2 separate regions of the Gasterosteus aculeatus genome follow, and region 2 is linked to region 1. The links are chromatin contacts, called in public Hi-C maps. All regions are on one chromosome and are shown on one strand. Each heading gives the region's core, a stretch centred on a gene start, on an enhancer-like site or on the middle of the called end of the contact. The rest is flanking DNA. Distances are from core to core; before and after follow the strand shown.

Region 1 (3,766 bases), core at 356-2,855:
TGGTTGGACGCGAGGCAGAAGGCCTCCGTCTCAGCCGGACTTCCTTCTCTTCAGCCTTTTCCAAGTGGATGGACGTTGTTTCCCTTCCTCACACTTTTTGAGAACGTGTTTCCTCACATTACGTCTAACTACCGAAAACCAAACCAAATATTCTCAATCACAGACTTTTATTTGTGTCTTTATATTTTATCACTGCTATTTTTACTTAATCAACGATGACGTGAAAACTCGTCCCATCAGTAAAACCCATTCAGATACAAACGTGTCGTTTTTTAATATTTGTTTTAGAACTTGATTGATTGGGTGAATAAATCCCTGTCTTGTCTGAACTCACACGCCTTTTCCTTCGGTCTGCTGTCGTCTCACCAGGTTCCACTGAGATACGTGAAGTAACACCAATTGTTCACCAGTTTCCTCTGATCGCCTCCTGGGTTCTGTTTCACCTGCTGGGTTGGGATTGATCCTTCTTGAGGGCAGAATAGGATCTGGGTGGATTCCAGTGATGGTTCATGTTTTCACTAATTACCACCTCAGGGATCGAACACCAAGACCAAACGACTTTAGAGCAGCTGCACCTTCTATTCTTCTCTTTTGAAGCTAATGCTATTCGGTTAGCATGGGAGACAGCGAGGGGGGGGGGCCCCGAGCTCCAACACTCCTCCTTGTTCCATTCTTCTCTCTATGGAGTCAGTTCAGTCTCAATAATTTCAAATGCACACAGAAAGACTCACAAATACAAAACGGACGGATGCACAAATCCTTGTGAATCTTTCTGTGTGCATTTGAAATGAGTGAGACTGAACTGACCCCTGATCAAATCTGTTCCTCCCACCTCTGTTAGCGATGCTAAGCTATGCACGAAACACTCTGCAGGCTGGCTTTAATTTGTCCGAGACCAGCATGATGAGAAGAGGGAGAAACACCACCAAGGACCAACATGTTTTCTGGATAACTTTTACCAGAAGAACATGAGGGAGGCTGAAGATAAATGTAGAAACTGGTTTCATTCCGTCTTTCTCTCTGAGCTCTAAACTCTTGTCTAAACGTGTTGTGGAATTCTCTCTACTTGCGCCCCCCCATCAGTAGAGGAACGCCCCCCCAGCAGAAGGCCCCGCCCCCTGTCACTCACCCAGGGGCATGCCGATGCCGTATCCCTTGGTGTCCAGCAGCCCTCCGATCTGCGTGAGGTTGCAGTTGAGGCTGCGGTAGTACTCGTTCATGGTGCTCTCCATCAGGAAGGCGTACCTGGAGTTGAGGACGCGGGCGATGCCCTCCTCCGTGCTCTTCACGAACACGCTGGGCTGCTTGGAGTACATGTAGTTCCACATCCGCTGGTACGTCTGGTACCGCGAGTTCTGGAGGAATAAGGGGGGGGGTCACTGAACATCCTGGTACCTTTGGTGGGTTCCAAGATTGAAGGTAAGTCATCAAATGTTCCTCCTTCCTCAAAGTATGACTGCTGGAACTCAACCCAGACATTGATCCGAGGCCCCCCGGCTCACCATGAAGAAGGTCATGGTGGACCCCCCGTGGATGGTGCCGTACTGGATGTTTGTCTGGTCGGCCAGATCGTCCGGAGACTCGATGGGGGCCTCCATCCTCTGCACGGTGAGAAAGGCCGCCAGGTTGGCCGTGTAGGAGGAGATGATGATGAGGGTGAAGGCCCACCTGAGGGAGCAGAGAGGAACATCAGCTTCCACCTACTTTTCCCCCAAGAACTCATCAATCATCAATCATCACCATGAACGCGGGAGGAGCAGCACCGGAGAGATGAGCGAGGCCCGAGGGACATGATGGGGACAGACAGACAGACAGACAGACAGACAGACGCAGACAGGTGATTACGTTCAATCAGTTCCCTGAAAATGATCAATTCTGATTGGTTGGACTGAGTGTGATCGTAAATATGTTTACTTGATGATGTCGTAGTTTAGTTACATTTGTTAGTCAGACAGACAGACAGACAGACAGACAGACAGACGCAGACAGACAGACAGACAGACAGACAGACGCAGACAGACAGACAGACAGACAGACAGACAGACAGACAGACGCAGACAGACAGACGCAGACAGACAGACGCAGACAGACAGACAGACGCAGACAGACAGACAGACAGACGCAGACAGACAGACGCAGACAGACAGACAGACAGACAGACAGACGCAGACAGACAGACAGACAGACAGACAGACAGACGCAGACAGACAGACAGACAGACAGACAGACGCAGACAGACAGACGCAGACAGACAGACGCAGACAGACAGACAGACAGACGCAGACAGACAGACGCAGACAGACAGACGCAGACAGACAGACAGACAGACGCAGACAGACAGACAGACAGACAGACAGACGCAGACAGACAGACAGACGTTGACGAAGGTCCCTCTGCCTCCATGAGGCTGAGAGCCGTCACAGTATTGATACTAATGGCTGCTCCAGTCCCTCCAGCTTCACTCCTCCATCTGTCTGACCACAGCTACTGGGAGTAAGGGAGGAGGAGGAGGAGGAGGAGGACGAGGAGGAGGAGGAGGACGAGGAACCAGTTGTAATTTCAGTCTCCACAGACGGATGTTTGCTTTGAAAACCTTTGTTGAAATTCATCTCTTTTAACGAGCAAACGAACACTCGTTAAACTTGTTGGAACTTGTTGAAACAGTTGGAGGCAATAAATGATCTGAGAATAATAAGAATAACTATATGAAGTAGGAGTAAACATCTACACACATATTGAATTGTATGGTTTATTCAGGTTAGAAGTCCCCAAACCGCCCGAACAGACAGAGGAAACATCTGGAGCGTTAGCAGCTGGTTTACGGAGGAGGACAGAGGACACGAGAGCAGCGGAGACGGAACGGGACATCACATGAGGACATGTTCACCTTCAGCCAATGTTCAGCTGAAGGAGGGAGACCCCCCCCTCCCCCCCACCCACAGCCGCGCTGCACCCACCAGACGCCGCTGACGCAGCGGGTGGAGAGAGCTCGCGGCATGATCTCCGAGCCCTGCTGCATGAAGCCCCCCACGGGGAACCACAGGCTGTTCCCCAGCGTGTACTGGTTCTCCAGGACGTCCCGGCGGTCCCGCATGCACGGGTGAGGGTTGTACCACTCGTAGGGGCTGAGCCTGCAGGGGGGGGGGGGGGGACACGAGATGAATCACCTTCATATGAGGATGATTGAATGATTGCATTAAGTAACTGTGTTCCTCACACACACACACACACACACACACACACAGCAGCGTGTTACCTGGCGGCGAGGAAGAGCACGCAGCTGACAGCCAGGTAGGCCAGCAGCATGAAGAGCCACACGGCCGGAGAGAAGGGATCCAGGAAGGAGAAGTAGCCGGGCTTACGGCTCTGAGAACAGAGAAGATGTCTTACAAATGCTGTGAAATCAAAACGTGACGTCAGTGTGTTTTTCTGCAACTTCAAATATTGATTAACGACAATCAGGAAGTTTTTACTGAAACCAACAATTAGGTGACGTCACTATGAGAAGCTGCAGTTCCTTGAATGGCCAGCAGGCCGTGCTGAGATGAGAAGGAAAAGATCTAATCTCCAGCTGGTTTCTGACAGCTGTCAATAACAAATAATCAAATAAATCTAAAGCTTCATTCCGTCTTTGATGTTTGTACTGAACTTTCACTCATCAACAAGACAAAGTTTAGGCTCCAATCATAAAGTTTCACTTTGGGGAGGTGCTAAGGTCTCCAGCTGGCAGCAGTGAATTGTGATAATGAGCATCTGGTCCTCACAC
Region 2 (3,766 bases), core at 489-2,988, 75 kb before region 1:
ACCGTCAGAGATGGAGAGCCAACCCAGTCGTTCCCAAAATGGCAGACCTTCCTCCAGCCCGTCTTAGACTGTTTAATTGCCCCTTCTGGTCCACAGGGATGGACTGTTTTGGGCCCTCCACTGTAAAGGTTGTCTCACTCAGAGGGAAACCCTTTTGAACTACTCAGTTTAGAGAAGGAGAAACAGAGCTGGAAGGTGCCTTTGAGGCCAGACTTAAAGAAACCATTGGCCCACACACAAGGAACTTCCAGTTCAACATTTTGGTGGAAGTTGGGAACGAGAGATGAAATCAATCAAAATGGCCCCAATTAGGAAACCAACCAACAACAGAAACTGTTTTGTACACAGTCTTGGTTGAAGTTGAAGTCATTCTAAATTGAAAACCTCTCGGATGGATCTCCTCAGACCTCGCTGATCCGGCCTAGTTAAGGCCAACTTCCGGTTTTGTCTCTTGACATGAGTGCTTGGTCAGTTTCCAGGTGCTGGACTGATTCCAATAGCGTGGAAATATGATGCAAATAACGGAATAAAATGGCACGGCTGAATAAACAGTAAAGTTAATGAAACCTTGTTTCCTATTGGTTTGTGGCTCTAGTTGAACATTGAATCCACTACATAGCGCTTACGCTGAATGTACTTTCCCGAAGTGATTTTGTGTTTGTCGACTCTGCGTGGTGAAGTATTTGATCACTCAGTTTCAGCAGTATTTGCTTTGTGGCTCTTTGCTGGTCCAAAGGTAGATTCAGGCTACGGTTTCAGCTGTTGGCCGTTTTCTCCTCTGCCACCAACGCATACAAGTACACATCCAACAAATACTGAGTACACTCAGCAGCATCGGACTACTTCATCCTGCCCGACTGCCCGCCCGTCCCTGTGGCACCGGTGCTGCAGGAGGCTGCGTCGAAAAATTTGTTGACACGCGGGTAAAAAAAGCGTGTGAGTGTCTCTCTGAAAACCCGCAACCATAAACTGGGCTTTAAAATGAATCCAACGACAACGAGAAGACGCAGCTGCAGCTGCAGAAGCATGCCAGAGCCTTTAGCCTGCTGCGAAGAATAATCCTGGGTTTAATTCAACCTGCTTTCGTGCAACCAAGTCAAAGCTAAATTCATCAAGGATAACCTGAATATCCCGGCGTAATCCCTCATCCTGGTTTTGTGCAGGGGCCCTCTGATCTTTTGGAATAGCGCACAGGGATGCAGAGGACGTGTGTTTGATGCTCCTGTATGTGGTCTGATTCAGACGTATGATGTGAGACAGTGGTGGGATGGGAAAGAACGGTGATTTAAGCCATTTTGAGCGTGGCGTGGCTGAGTGTTTCACAATCTGCTCACTTACTGGGATTTTCACGCACGACCATTTCTAGGGTTTACAAAGAATGGTGTGAAAAGGGAAAAAAAATACCGTATGCGGCAGTCCTGTGGGCGAAGATGCCTTGTTGATGCTAGAGGTCAGAGGTCAGGGGAGAATGGGCCGACTGATTGAAGCTGATAGAAGAGCAACTTTGACCGAGGTGTGCAGCAAAGCATTTGTGAAGCCACAACACGCACAACCTTGAGGCGGATGGGCTAGAACAGCAGAAGACCCCACCGGGTACCACTCATCTCCACTACAAATAGGAAAAAGATGGCAATAAATGTTTCCTGCTTCCTGATAAATAACATCAGTAGTCTGTGGCTTTATAACCCGTCCCAGTCTAAAACCGGATCTGCACTAATACGCTGCTCATCTTTTCAAATACACTTCTCTGATTGATTGATCTGGTGAGAGGGTTGTTCATCCGTTTGATGGAAATAACTTAATAATAATAATAATAACTAAATGTAAGCCTCATTGTCATGTTTTCAGGAGAATGGAACTATTAGAGATAATAAATAATAAAGCCCTCCTCTTGTTCACATCAATGTTTTATAGATATGACACTCAACGTGCGTGTGGTCTCCAGTCCAGCAGGTGGCAGCAGGTCGACACGTCGAACCAGACGCTCGTCAGAGAAAAGCTCACTGAGCATGCGCAGAAACTCAACCCGGAAGTGCACCGAGTAAACAACCGCGCGAGCTTCTCCTCGTTCTCCGCCGTCTGCCCTCCGCGCACATGTCCCAGATCGAGATGCTGAGGCTGCTCATCACGCAGCGGCTCACCGCCGCCGCCGAGGAGATCTTCGGCGTGTTCGGAAGAACCATCGCCGACTACGAGGAGCAGATCTCCCGCTCCGAGCTGGAGATCTCCCGCCAGCGACGGCTGCTGGACCTCTCGAGGAAGCCGCGGGTCTCCCTGCGGACGGGTGAGATGCACAGCAGAAGTAGACGTGCACGGAGGCCTTCAGGGTAACGGGTCCTGACTCTTCTTCTCTCTCTCTCAGCTCTCCGCGAGCAGCAGGACTGGAGCTCCGAGCTCAGTGACGCCGAGGCTCCGCCCATCAAGCAGGAGCAGGAGGAGGCGTGGCCGGCTCAGCGGGAGGAGCACAACAACGTCAAGTTCTCCTTCTTCCCGAGCAGCGGCGCTGGAAGCGAGCGGGACGGCGACGAGGAGCCCTCCTCGCCTCCGAGGCTGCGGGACCCGGGCGACTCTGAGCCGGACCCCCTGCCCGGCCCCTCGCTCCAGCCCGACGTCCAGGGTGTGGTTCCGGGGAACGACCTGGTGGACTCCTACATCTGCACTGTCTGCGGGCGCGCCTTCGCCCAGCGGGCCCACTGGGCCAAGCACGCGCAGGTGCATCGCGAGGTGGGCGGGGCCAAGGCGGACAAGTCGTACACGTGCGACATCTGCGGGAAAAGACTGACGCGCTTCGACGGCTACCAGAAGCACCTGAGGATCCACACGGGGGAGAAACCCTACCGCTGCTCCCACTGCGGCCGCCGCTTCAGCGACAACTCCAACTACAAGAGGCACGTCCGCACGCACGAGGGGGCGGAGACGGGCTGAGGGGCGTGGCCTCATGCTGGTCCTGCCACTCCTCCTCCGTCAGTCCTCCACAACGGATTCTCTTTCTGAGATTTTTCAGGATGTCAAACGTTTCGCTCGCTTTTGTTTTTATAACCAGATGAACAACGACCGGTCCGGAGGAGGAGGAGGAGGACAATTATATATATTTATATATATAACTTATCACAGATTGAGAGCCTCCCCCCTGCTGCCCGTGTCCCAGCATGCATTGCATTCCTTCACACGAGAGACCCTTTGAGTCCGCAGCGAGAACAAGAGACCTCAATGATGGAAATAATCTCACATCTGAGCTTTTAGCTTTTTAACCCAAAGCAGAAAAGCCAACTGCCCCCATCATTAGCCCCCCCCCCCCCCATCATTAGCCCCCCCCCTATCAACCGGAGATGCTGTGAAGCACAATGGCCGACCAGCAGTGAGTAACTGGCGGCGATGCTTCCGACCGAGCCTCCGGTACACGTGGCAGCGGACCTCCTCCGCGAGGTATTTGAGCGATAATCCTTCTTGTCTGTCGCTGTACTGCACCACGTTAACGCTGGAAATAAAATCCTTCCCATCCTCCTCTCAAACCCTGATTGGTGTTTTTAGTTAAATGTTACAACTGAAATAAGCGATCGTCACATTGAAACTTACTTATTGACACATTAAAATAAACGTAACAGGCTGCTTGTCTTCATATCTTCTCCAGCAGTAAAGGAGCTCTGGATTAAAATAGCAGTTCAGCAGGATTTCACTTTCACGCCTTTGACATAAAACCATGATGTGAAAATAAATCATTTTGTGAAGAGACGGTTCTTCTAAACAATGACTGAGAACGTACACG

What was found. Hi-C and Micro-C count contacts between places; a contact is called where the count stands out from the background.
Region 2: a contact with region 1 is called in a Hi-C map of skeletal muscle, with 4 times the contacts expected there. The contact joins the promoter of LOC120826647 here to the enhancer-like site in region 1. A contact is called at or near these places in 3 of 6 Hi-C or Micro-C datasets (skeletal muscle, tail fin and whole body).

What each region holds. Positions count from the first base shown.
Region 1 is chr10:18,199,695-18,203,460 of fGasAcu3.hap1.1, reverse strand. LOC120826414 (glutamate receptor ionotropic, kainate 5) reads right to left here. Exons shown (of 22, transcript XM_040188676.2): 16 at 3,257-3,366; 17 at 2,958-3,131; 18 at 1,503-1,668; 19 at 1,130-1,355. Among protein-coding and RNA genes, the nearest start is that of LOC120826348, 29 kb to the left of the region's middle. Within about 2 kb of position 1,605, at least 1 of the 9 cell types and tissues checked has open chromatin away from gene starts, as enhancers often do.
Region 2 is chr10:18,275,051-18,278,816 of fGasAcu3.hap1.1, reverse strand. It overlaps LOC120826647, which reads left to right and starts at 1,738. Exons shown (of 2, transcript XM_040189108.2): 1 at 1,738-2,284; 2 at 2,363-3,512. The coding sequence starts at 2,095. The coding sequence ends at 2,925.